2 separate regions of the Gasterosteus aculeatus genome follow, and region 1 is linked to region 2. Evidence: chromatin contacts called from public Hi-C data. All regions are on one chromosome and are shown on one strand. Each heading gives the region's core, a stretch centred on a gene start, on an enhancer-like site or on the middle of the called end of the contact. The rest is flanking DNA. Distances are from core to core; before and after follow the strand shown.

Region 1 (4,946 bases), core at 376-2,875, 43 kb before region 2:
CATGAGGCCTCCCAACCAAAGCTGTAAGAGTGAATGTTAGGTAATTGGTATAAAATAATGTGTGTTGATTTTATAAACAAAAAAAGGGACAATTTACATTATTTATACAGTGTCAGACTATTTTGTAATGCATGTACATACACGTAGATGAGAATTGAGTAATTATTTGACTAATAATATTCATAAAGGCACATTAAGTATAAAACCACACGCAGTTTAACCATGGAAATACCCCCAGATCTGTGCCATCTGTGCACATCTTTAATAGAGACCAGAGGGTCTGTATGTTTTGCTGTTATTACACACACACACACACACACACACACACACACACACACACAGAACCTTGAATCTACATATCTACGTATTTAATGGTAAAATATTCTGCTCTCCAGGGTGCTTCTTGTATGAATCTGAAACAGTTGGAAGACCAAAATTTCTCCAAATGCAAACCTCATACACGTTTAGACACATTTAGACACGGACAACCCTGCAGAACTGTATTAATGTAAGTGGACTAATAATGAAAAGCATTTGAGAAGCGATGTTGGAGGAATTAAATTAATGAATGAGGCAGAGGAATGAATAAAAAGCTAGTGGACGGAGGAAATGAAAGCAACTCTTAATGAATCACTTAGTTATTAGTTGAAGTGGCCCCTATTATCCTCCGCTATGGGAGAAACCTTTCACTTGACTGCGTAACCGGCGCCTGCACAAGCTGCCTCCGCGTGGGAAGCAGCCTGTCAGTCATCTAGTGGGGAGCACAGCGTCGGGGGGCCCGGTGCGAGGGTCCCAGTGGGTCTGAATGATGTCTCATCAGCCGCTGCAGTGTACGAGCGGCGATGTGAGGCCAGGCTGATGGGCCGCCGCGTCCGCTCGCCCGCTACGCCACGCAAGTGTGGTGAGGTGCGAAGGCGGTTTAGTCAAGATGTCTCCCAAGACCAGAAACAAAAGGCTGCAATGGGAATAGCTCCATGAACTTAAATCGTCCGAGGTGGAAACCTGAATTGTTTGCGGTGCCACTAACAATTTACCGTCAAGAAATGAAATCTGGCTGGTGGAGTTTCTCTTCCCAGGATCCCGTTGTGATCCGCCTTGTTCCTATTGTGTGCGTATAAAGTGCATGCATGCACGGCACGAGAGCCCGCGCCGCTGCCACTCCTACAGCAGCAGTGGCTGTGCGCCTCTGGTCTCGCTGCCTTCCCGGTAATGAGGAATGATCCCTCCGCCTCCCGTGGAGGAAGGACATGTTTATACAGCTCCTGCTCTCAGGCAGCGAGGGGAGAAAAACAGATTACAGAAGCACTCTGGTCAAATGTCAACACAACACCGCATAAGTAGCAAAAAGACACACATCAAAAGCGGCGGCGGGAGTGTGAACAGGCGGCTGGCGCTTAGCGAAACCAGCTGAAGACAAACAAATCTTTGAGGTTACAAATAGAGTAAATTTCCTCCTTGTTGACCCTTGCTCAGCCGCGGCAGGCAGAGGATCTACTTTAACACGGGGCGGCGGAACGGTGCCCGGGCAATGGTAACCAAAATAAAATACAAAACAGCTGCCAACTCATCAGGAAGCCCTCGTGAAGCCCTGCGTGAGAGGAGCAGGTTTGTTTGCGGGGGCAGCGTTTCATTACAGGAGCCCCCCCTCTGTGAAAATGAAGAGTGGAATCAGAGCAGAGGGCTAACGGTGACTCATCTCGCCGCCTTTCTCTTTTTTTCCTATCGCAACTCGACTGCTAGCATGATGAAATAATCACAGCGAATGGGCACTCCTGCACAGCCAGACATCCTGAAATCTGCCTGCTTGGAGGCAAAGGAGCAGCGCTTGGCGAACAGCGAGCGGGAAAAGACAGATTTGGCCGGCCCGGCTGCACAGGCCGGGTCGCCTCGAATCACACGCGCCGGCTCTCGATGGGTCCGTGCGAAATTAACAACACGTGTGGCGGCAAGGCCGATGAATAGCCGCTCACTCGCGCGGCTTGCCCCGAGTACGAGGGCGCCAATCTACTGCGGCGATAGAAAGGGGGGGACTAAAAGGAAAGGAAAAGAAAGGGAGAGGGAGTGAAGACGGAGCGGTGGTGTACAACAGTGGGCCCAGCCAAAGGTGGAGTGTCTGGGCAGATGCCAGATCACAGACAAACTAGGCACAGCGACAGTGTCCCCCCCCCCCCCCCCCCTCCCCGCTGCCTCCAGCCAGCTGTCACTGCAGATAAACACGATGCGCTCCTCTCTGCAGCAGCGGCACGCTGCGATGTGGAATCGACAGCTGATTGAGCCTCACAACCCTTGAGGAGCCGAGGGAGAGACGCTCCGGGGTCAATCTGCTGAATGGAACGGATCGTTGTTTGGATGGCTCGGCGTGTGGGACGAGTGGACAGAAGAGAATAAAGTATGCACAGACACAGGAACCTGGACTCAGGACTGATTTGGGTTAGAAATCCTTGAGATCAAAAGCTTACTGGGCACAAGAGCAAGTATGCGGGTATTTCCAGCATCCCCAAAAATAGTCTGAGATCAAATCCCCAGAGCTCATGCGCAGCTCGTCTCCACGTCTTTTCTCCCGTGTGAGACGTCCCCGCCGCCCAAAATCGTCTTCCCGACACTCATTCGCTGATACACTTTTCTCCATCAATACCGGCGCAATCACCTAATACGCTGGTCTAAGATGCATCCTCGCCCTTCCGAAGCCCTCGCACGGCCGCCTTCTGCCCCAGTCTTTCCGAGGGGCGTTGCGCAGCGAGCGGTAGATCAGCAGTGTGCGCTGGTCCTGACTGCCTGTTTACGTTTTTCACAGGGAAAATTGGCAGCTGCAGAGCGTCCGGGCCTGCCAATGCAAGCCCAGGCCTCGCCTGACCCGGCTTTGTGTCTCTTTGCTCAAAACTTTACGCTGCCTCAATAAAAAAAAGAAAGCAATACTGCACGTAGTTATGTTTACGGGCCAATGAGGGGAACCATGTGTGTCTTGCTGTCTGGGGAGCAGCTCCGACCCCCGTCCGCTCCGTCTCCCTCCCTCGGCCTGGTTAATGACATCTGGCTACGGGCTTTTAAAAGGTCTATTCCCCTCATGTCCGGTGACTTAATATTCAAACTGCCTTTAGAAAACCGGCGCTGCCAATCCTGTGATCATTTCTCAGCCGTCAAGCACCTCATTTTATCGCTATTACATTTTGCTGAAGCGATACAACTCGGCGCACCCCCTCCTCCTCTTCCACCTCTCCCCCTGTCCCCCTCCCGAGTGCCTCTCGCAGCCAAGGAAGTCATCAATTCATTGCAATCTGCTGCTTGTACCATAAATACCTGTATAGCTGACCCTGACCAGACCTATTGCTGCAGAGCCGGATCTAGATTAGACGAAAGGCTCCCGTGCGCCGTCATTTGAAGAAGTCATTTTTTCTGCATGTGGCTGCTGCGGCTCTCCGTGCAGACCGGAGCCTTCCGGTGTTTGTTTTCAGACTGCTCGGGAACACACGGCGGGTGGGTTTACGCCACACAGAACGTAAAAGTATATTAAATCATCCGTCAAACCGTATCCAACCGGTCCTGGCGCAGTGAACCGAGTTAAGAAGTTGTTTGTAGTTTTCGAAGATGTGAAGCACTTTTTCCACTCTTGAGATAATGCTGGATTCCTGGATAAAAATTGTCTTTTCTCTGAGAGAAATTACATTACATTACATTACATGTCATTTAGCAGACGCTTTTATCCAAAGCGACTTACATTACACTTTAAACCCATGGCTTTTTGGGACACTTCGACATGGAACAAGTGGCAGCCTGGAATCGAACCACCAACCTTGTGCTTCCCAGCACACCTTCTCTAACCCCTGCGCCACAACGACCCCCGTAGAAATGAAAGTGAACCATTAAATACTTCCATCAAACAAGATTTATGAATATGCATAGTATTGTATTCATTTTTTTCTTTAACAACTGTCACACAAATAACAACAAATAACGCTGTACAGATGTGATATGATTGTTGTCATTGTCGTACGGCTAAAATAAATGCCTACAATACGCTCTCGATAAGCACCTGCTCAATCAGTAAAGCACATGTACAACTCTAAGAGAAAGACGGCAGTTTTCTTTTCTTTTTCTGCTTTTCCTGTTAAATGAGCCGGTAAATGATACGATAGCGTGAGGGTGGATTGATGCGGAGGCTCGAGGACTCGCTCACACCTGTTGTCACAACATCTCCAATACTGTACAACTCCAGAAGCTTTTAACACTTTTCAGTCGTCAGCAGTCTTTTTGTCACTGTGGCAGCAAAGCAAAGTCAATCGCACAATAATCTCACTGGCAGGGCGACATTAAGGCTACAGAGAACCTACGTTTAATGGAATGCAACATGGCAGCTCCTTTTTTTAACGACAACACCATCCAGTCCAACTGACGATGTGTCACAGAGGCTTTTTACTAAACAACACAGCTGAAGATGTTATGAAGGAAAGGCGAGATCCCAACAGTGAAAAGAGCAAACATGTAGTATTGATTAGACACCTCTGACTCAAGATGCACGGGTGTCTGAACTTCCTAAAAGCTAACGGCAAGAAGGCAAATTCTTTATTCTCCGCAAATGAAACCAACAGTCTGTTGACAAATCAACAAGTCATTTGTCTGGGTTTGCAAAGAACAATGCAAATAATAAATCGCATGTATCCACATAGCTTATTCGCGATCGCCAAACCACCTGCCCGACAAAAACAACTTAACCTTCCTCTCCTCTTTTTATGGATCGGAAGCAGCTGACATTAGTGTGACATTTACCTCCAGTCAAAACACTGCAGCTTTCTGACCGTCCTTTACGCAAACCCTCCTCTGTCCTCCGGACTCACTCCCTTTAAATGTTACCATCCGGGGGAGAGTTAAACACACAATTTTCTATCATTTCCTCTGAGTGTCCGTGTGTGTGTACAGACGCTTATTGCTGGGAGTCTCTGGGAGCCTTG
Region 2 (4,791 bases), core at 2,164-4,663:
CAGGGAAGTCAGGGGGGCAAAGGTGACGGAACCTGTGCGCGTTCCCTCGTGTAATTGCACAGAATCCACCAACATCATTTAATAAGCGCAGTCCATTCGCATGCAAATCAGACCAATTATTGACGAGTAGCTGGCTGGCGGATAAGTATCGTTGCACACAGAACCGTATCATGGCTCATTTGCTTAGCCCTGAATCATAAGCTCCTGTGCTGAGCACTGTTCTCCCCGTGTTCGTTCAATTTGTGCAAGAAAACTATGACTGCTCTGGAATTTGTAAAACAACAATTGGTTGATTGTTTTTACTCAATTTCCCTCTCAAACACAACGAGGCGGCTTGTTTTACCGCGTTCAAAGCACCAGAGGAGAAGCGCTTTTAGGAAAGGCAACCCGCTCTGCAGCCGCCAACGGGACAGTAGCCGGGCCAGATGTGCAACAACATAAAGTACCTCTAAATGCCCCTAATGCGCGCTCCTCGAAGTCGGTGGGGCAGCATTGAACAATCGTTCAAGCGGAGACACCGGCACGATACGCTGGCAGTGAGACACTTTGCTGCCATGACACCCTCGGAGCCCCTCACGGTCGGCAGCTGTCAGAAGTGTCAGCGGCGGCGCGCAAAGGGCAGACGCGCACGCAAATGCATCTCCTCAGCGCACTCGCACAAAGCCATGCGAACGCCAAGCGACACGCCAATTGGATGCACATCTGACAACAAAAGTTAGGAGTTTATCTTAAGGGAGCAGCCTCACCGGGACACTAAACAGGGGGGGATGATCCAAGCTGATAAAGGGTGGGGACGTCCTACTGTACGGAGTTTGATGTGTAACGTTGAACATGCTTTAGTAGCTATAAAGTGTGAACCTGTGTGTGTGTGTGTGTGAGGCTGGGACAGCTGCTTTCTGTTTCATGCAGTCATTTTGCTTCAAATCTGTATTGGAGCATTATACTGACTAAGCACTATGTAGGCGGCAAGAGTCAATCGTGACTGATTAATACCGCTAAGCCCACATGGGAGGTTGTCATTGAAATGAGGTCATCATCTTAAAATATACAGACTTCAGTGGGCTGGCTGCGTTTATCAAAGCTAGTGATTTATGTTTCAACCACTGTAGTACTACAGTTCCCACAACCAGCCATGGAAATAAAAGCACCAGCCTACACCTGCCTGCTTTGTCAGTCAGCCTGACGTCCCACTGGGAGCAATGGTTTATCGGTCATTTGGAAAACAATGGAGGTAAAAGAGACAAGAGGAAATCACAAGAGAAGCTCCTTTGTTCCTAAAATCATTCACACACACACACACACACACACAGAACGGTGATGACAGAGACGCCGTTACCAGCACGCGCCGTATCAGCCTGTAACAGATCAATGGCACTTTATTAAAAGAGCAAAATGTCAAGAGTGCACTGACAGCGAGCAGTGAATCACAACTTCCCTCAACATCACCAACATCTCACCCACAAAAACCTTCAACTTGCAATATCGCTCAAAGAGAGTCGTGTCCAACAGCATCATCTCAGGGACCCCCAACAGACACATTCCAATCCAATCAACATGGCTCACATATTGAACCAATATCTGTGTGTGTGTGTGTTGGGAGGGGGGGGGGGGCTCCTCTAAATCAGAAGTTTAGGAGTCATCCTTATTCAGTGTAATTGACATCCTCTTGAGTCAATTAGAGAAGAATTGGACTAGTCCTCGCATTGCTGGAGTGGGGGGTTAGGGGGGGGGGGGGGGGGGGCTCAAGGAGCCCCTCTTTGAGAACCACTCCACTGTTGAAGAATGCTGCAGACCCCCCCACACACACACACACACACACACACACACACACAGGTAACCCGTTGCTTACCTCCAGGCGGTCCAGGCTGATGAAACTGGCGATAGCAAATCCATCAATGATGTCCTCCTCCTGCGAGCTCGACTCGCGTCTCTTCCGCCGGGGGGGACGCGGGGCTCTGGCGGGGGCCGCGGGGCGCGGCGCCTTCTTGCCGGGCAGCGAGGCGGCGTCCCTCCCCGGACTGTGTCCCTCCCTGTCGGAGCAGGAGGAGTTGGGGTCGGGGCTGCGGCGGGCGTCTCTGCTTCCCGCCTCCCGCAGCCTGCGCACCCGCTCCCGCTTGGTCCGGCATCTCCGACCCGGCTTCAACGCGCCGTCCATGCTGTCGGGAGACGGAAGCTCGCGGTGTCCGGAGACAAATAGCAACGCAACAACTCCACGGCGCGCGACCACCGGACTGACAATTGTAGGCTGCGCTGCAACGTAGACGACGGCGCTGCGTGTGTGTGTGTGTGTGTGTGCGCGTTTCGATAACAACACAAAAATACGGCCGGGTAGCACTCAATGACCTTGGGCACACACCTCCCCGATCTCCATTTACGATGAGCCCAAATGTTCAGGTGCCCCCCCCCGCTCGGGCGACGCGACGCGGATCCACGCGCTATTCTCGTCACGAATCGGCGGCGTGTCGACGCGGCGTCCGCCGAAGCAGGTGCAAAAAAAAAAAAAAGAAAAAACGGCGAAATAGTTGAAATCCGCGAGGCGTCACGGCCGCGCTGTAACTTTTTGTTTGCGTGGGAATAACAAGGAGCGGTGGTCGGAGCCCGGCCTCGCTGCGTGGCGCAGACGAAGCAGGGAAATCATGTCGCTGCCCGTTGTTGTTTTCCACCGCCGCCGCCCCCCCGACCCATGATCCAGGGGGGGGCTGTCAAATAAACGGCTCCGGGATACGATCCGTCCCGAGAGCGAACGTTAGCACGGTCCCCTCATCGACCGCTCGCCGCCCGAGGAGGGAAGAAGCAGCGAATTCTCCCCGCGGGAAAGAACGAAGAAACACCCGCGTTCCTCTCCCCGCTCCGGCGGTCTGGACGCTACTTCAGCGCAATATTCGCTAAATACTCCGAAAGCCTCCGAAACGAGACAAGCATCCAGTGTGTGTGTGTGTGTGTGTGTGTGCGCGCGCGGTTGTGTGTGCGTGCAGCCCAAACTCCGTGAGGCGGTGAAGCGGTCTATTCCAGTTTAGATCACGTAGAGTTTCCTATAAATCCGCTCCGTCACTTCGCTGCTCACTTTGCTCCGGGGGCTCGTGGGACTTTCTCCTTTTCTCGCTCTCTCTCTCTATTCGCATAAAACGGCTTTGATAAGTGTCCTTAAAGCGACAGGAGTGATTACAATCTCCCCCCCCATCCCTCTCCTTTCTCCCCTCAATCCGAAATTAAGAGACGCGGTGGCGAGAGCCCACGTCGATGACGTACTTCCGCCGCCTCTGGTTCGCACTCCGGCGTAGGAAGGAAACTGGTGTAAAAAAAAAAAAAAAGAAAGAAGAAAAAATCCTTCTCTTGCACTATTTGAGTCTGTCTGTCTGCGAGAGCTGATGCCACATCGCGATTGTCCCACGGACTGTTGTCACTGGCACACACACACACACACACACACACACACACACACACACACACACACACACACACACACACACACAGACGTCATCTATCAGGCTTTGACATCTTCCCCATTCTGTCCATGTTGGACATCACACACACCAACTCTGGCCGCGCCTTCGCTTTTTTTAATCAAACCCATATGAATGTCTAAAATGCTTTGTTAACATACGGTTATATTACGCATTATATTGGCGTTGATGGTCAAAAGTCAAAGGATCACTGCACCACATTCAATCCATGCTGCAAACAACAGTATGCGAGCTTGTATAGGCAGCAAATAAAAGTGTAATGTATGAAACAGTTGGAAAGAAACAATCTGTACATGACTCTTCTACCGTCCTTCCTCTTTGTCACACTGTAACACACACAACGTATTCACAACATCAAACTCAGCCTAGAAAGATTAAAGAAATTAAACATTGCATTTTACGTTAAATTACGAAGGACATTTATAAAACATCTAATCGAGTTCCAGATGGCAGGGAAGAGGTTCCTCCTTTGTAAATGCCTGGTGAGTATTTGCATCATACTTTGTTTATTTGGTAACTTCCTCTCTCGCTCTGAGCAGTAAATGCACCTCGGTCAAGGTGTGAATCTTTTATCCCACATTTTAATTCCCGGCAAGACGCCTTTCACTGAATCTAAAACGCCACCTGACATCATCAAGCTGCAGTACTGTGGCAGAACCTCAACGCATGCATTTAGACAACCCATTGGAATCGACCGAAAAGACGAGTGTGACATGCAATGCAAGGATGAGATGAATCCAAGTCATGGACGAGGCGAGGACACGCTCATGGTAAACAACCTCATCCCGTTGAGTCAGCGGCTCGTCCTGTCTGATGAGAGAAGACGCCTGTGAGCTACGTACATCCGGCCGGTTAACACCTCTCATCACTGAGAGAAGCACTGATGATGAACACTTAATATCACAGGCTTACTGGTAATTATCTCACGGGAAGGTGTGCGAGAAGGAGACAAAACATCTACTACTAGCAGCGAAAGCAAAGCGGCGAGCGCCAGGCAGAAGTGTTCAGGCAGTGTTCAGGCGGCTCAGGTGTGGGAATGTTCTTTCCTGTGGAGAATCTTCTGTGAAACTGCGAGCCGGGGCACCGAAATGCAAAAACGAAAGTACTTTTATGCAAACGCTGTGTGCTGCGGGTGGGGGGGAATTAATCCTCGAGACGCTGAGCCACGGCTGCGCTGGGAGCCGAAGGGAGGCGGCCTGTCACGCTTTTATGATGTTTAACGCGTCAGAATTGTTTTTCTTTGCCTCTGCCACCTCGATAAGGGATCATCCGGTGTCGTCAGCGTCGGGGGGGTGCTTCTTGTTTCTTTTCTGTTGAGATTTTCCAC

What was found. Hi-C and Micro-C count contacts between places; a contact is called where the count stands out from the background.
Region 1: a Hi-C map of whole body shows a contact between it and region 2, with 1.5 times the contacts expected there. The contact joins the enhancer-like site here to the promoter of fbrsl1 in region 2. A contact is called at or near these places in 2 of 6 Hi-C or Micro-C datasets (skeletal muscle and whole body).

The regions. Positions count from the first base shown.
Region 1 is chr13:16,968,135-16,973,080 of fGasAcu3.hap1.1, reverse strand. All of the region lies in intron 1 of fbrsl1 (fibrosin-like 1), which reads right to left. Among protein-coding and RNA genes, the nearest start is that of fbrsl1, 43 kb to the right of the region's middle. Within about 2 kb of position 1,625, at least 7 of the 9 cell types and tissues checked have open chromatin away from gene starts, as enhancers often do.
Region 2 is chr13:16,926,595-16,931,385 of fGasAcu3.hap1.1, reverse strand. fbrsl1 (fibrosin-like 1) reads right to left here and starts at 3,413. Exons shown (of 19, transcript XM_078087546.1): 1 at 1,850-3,413. The coding sequence starts at 2,155.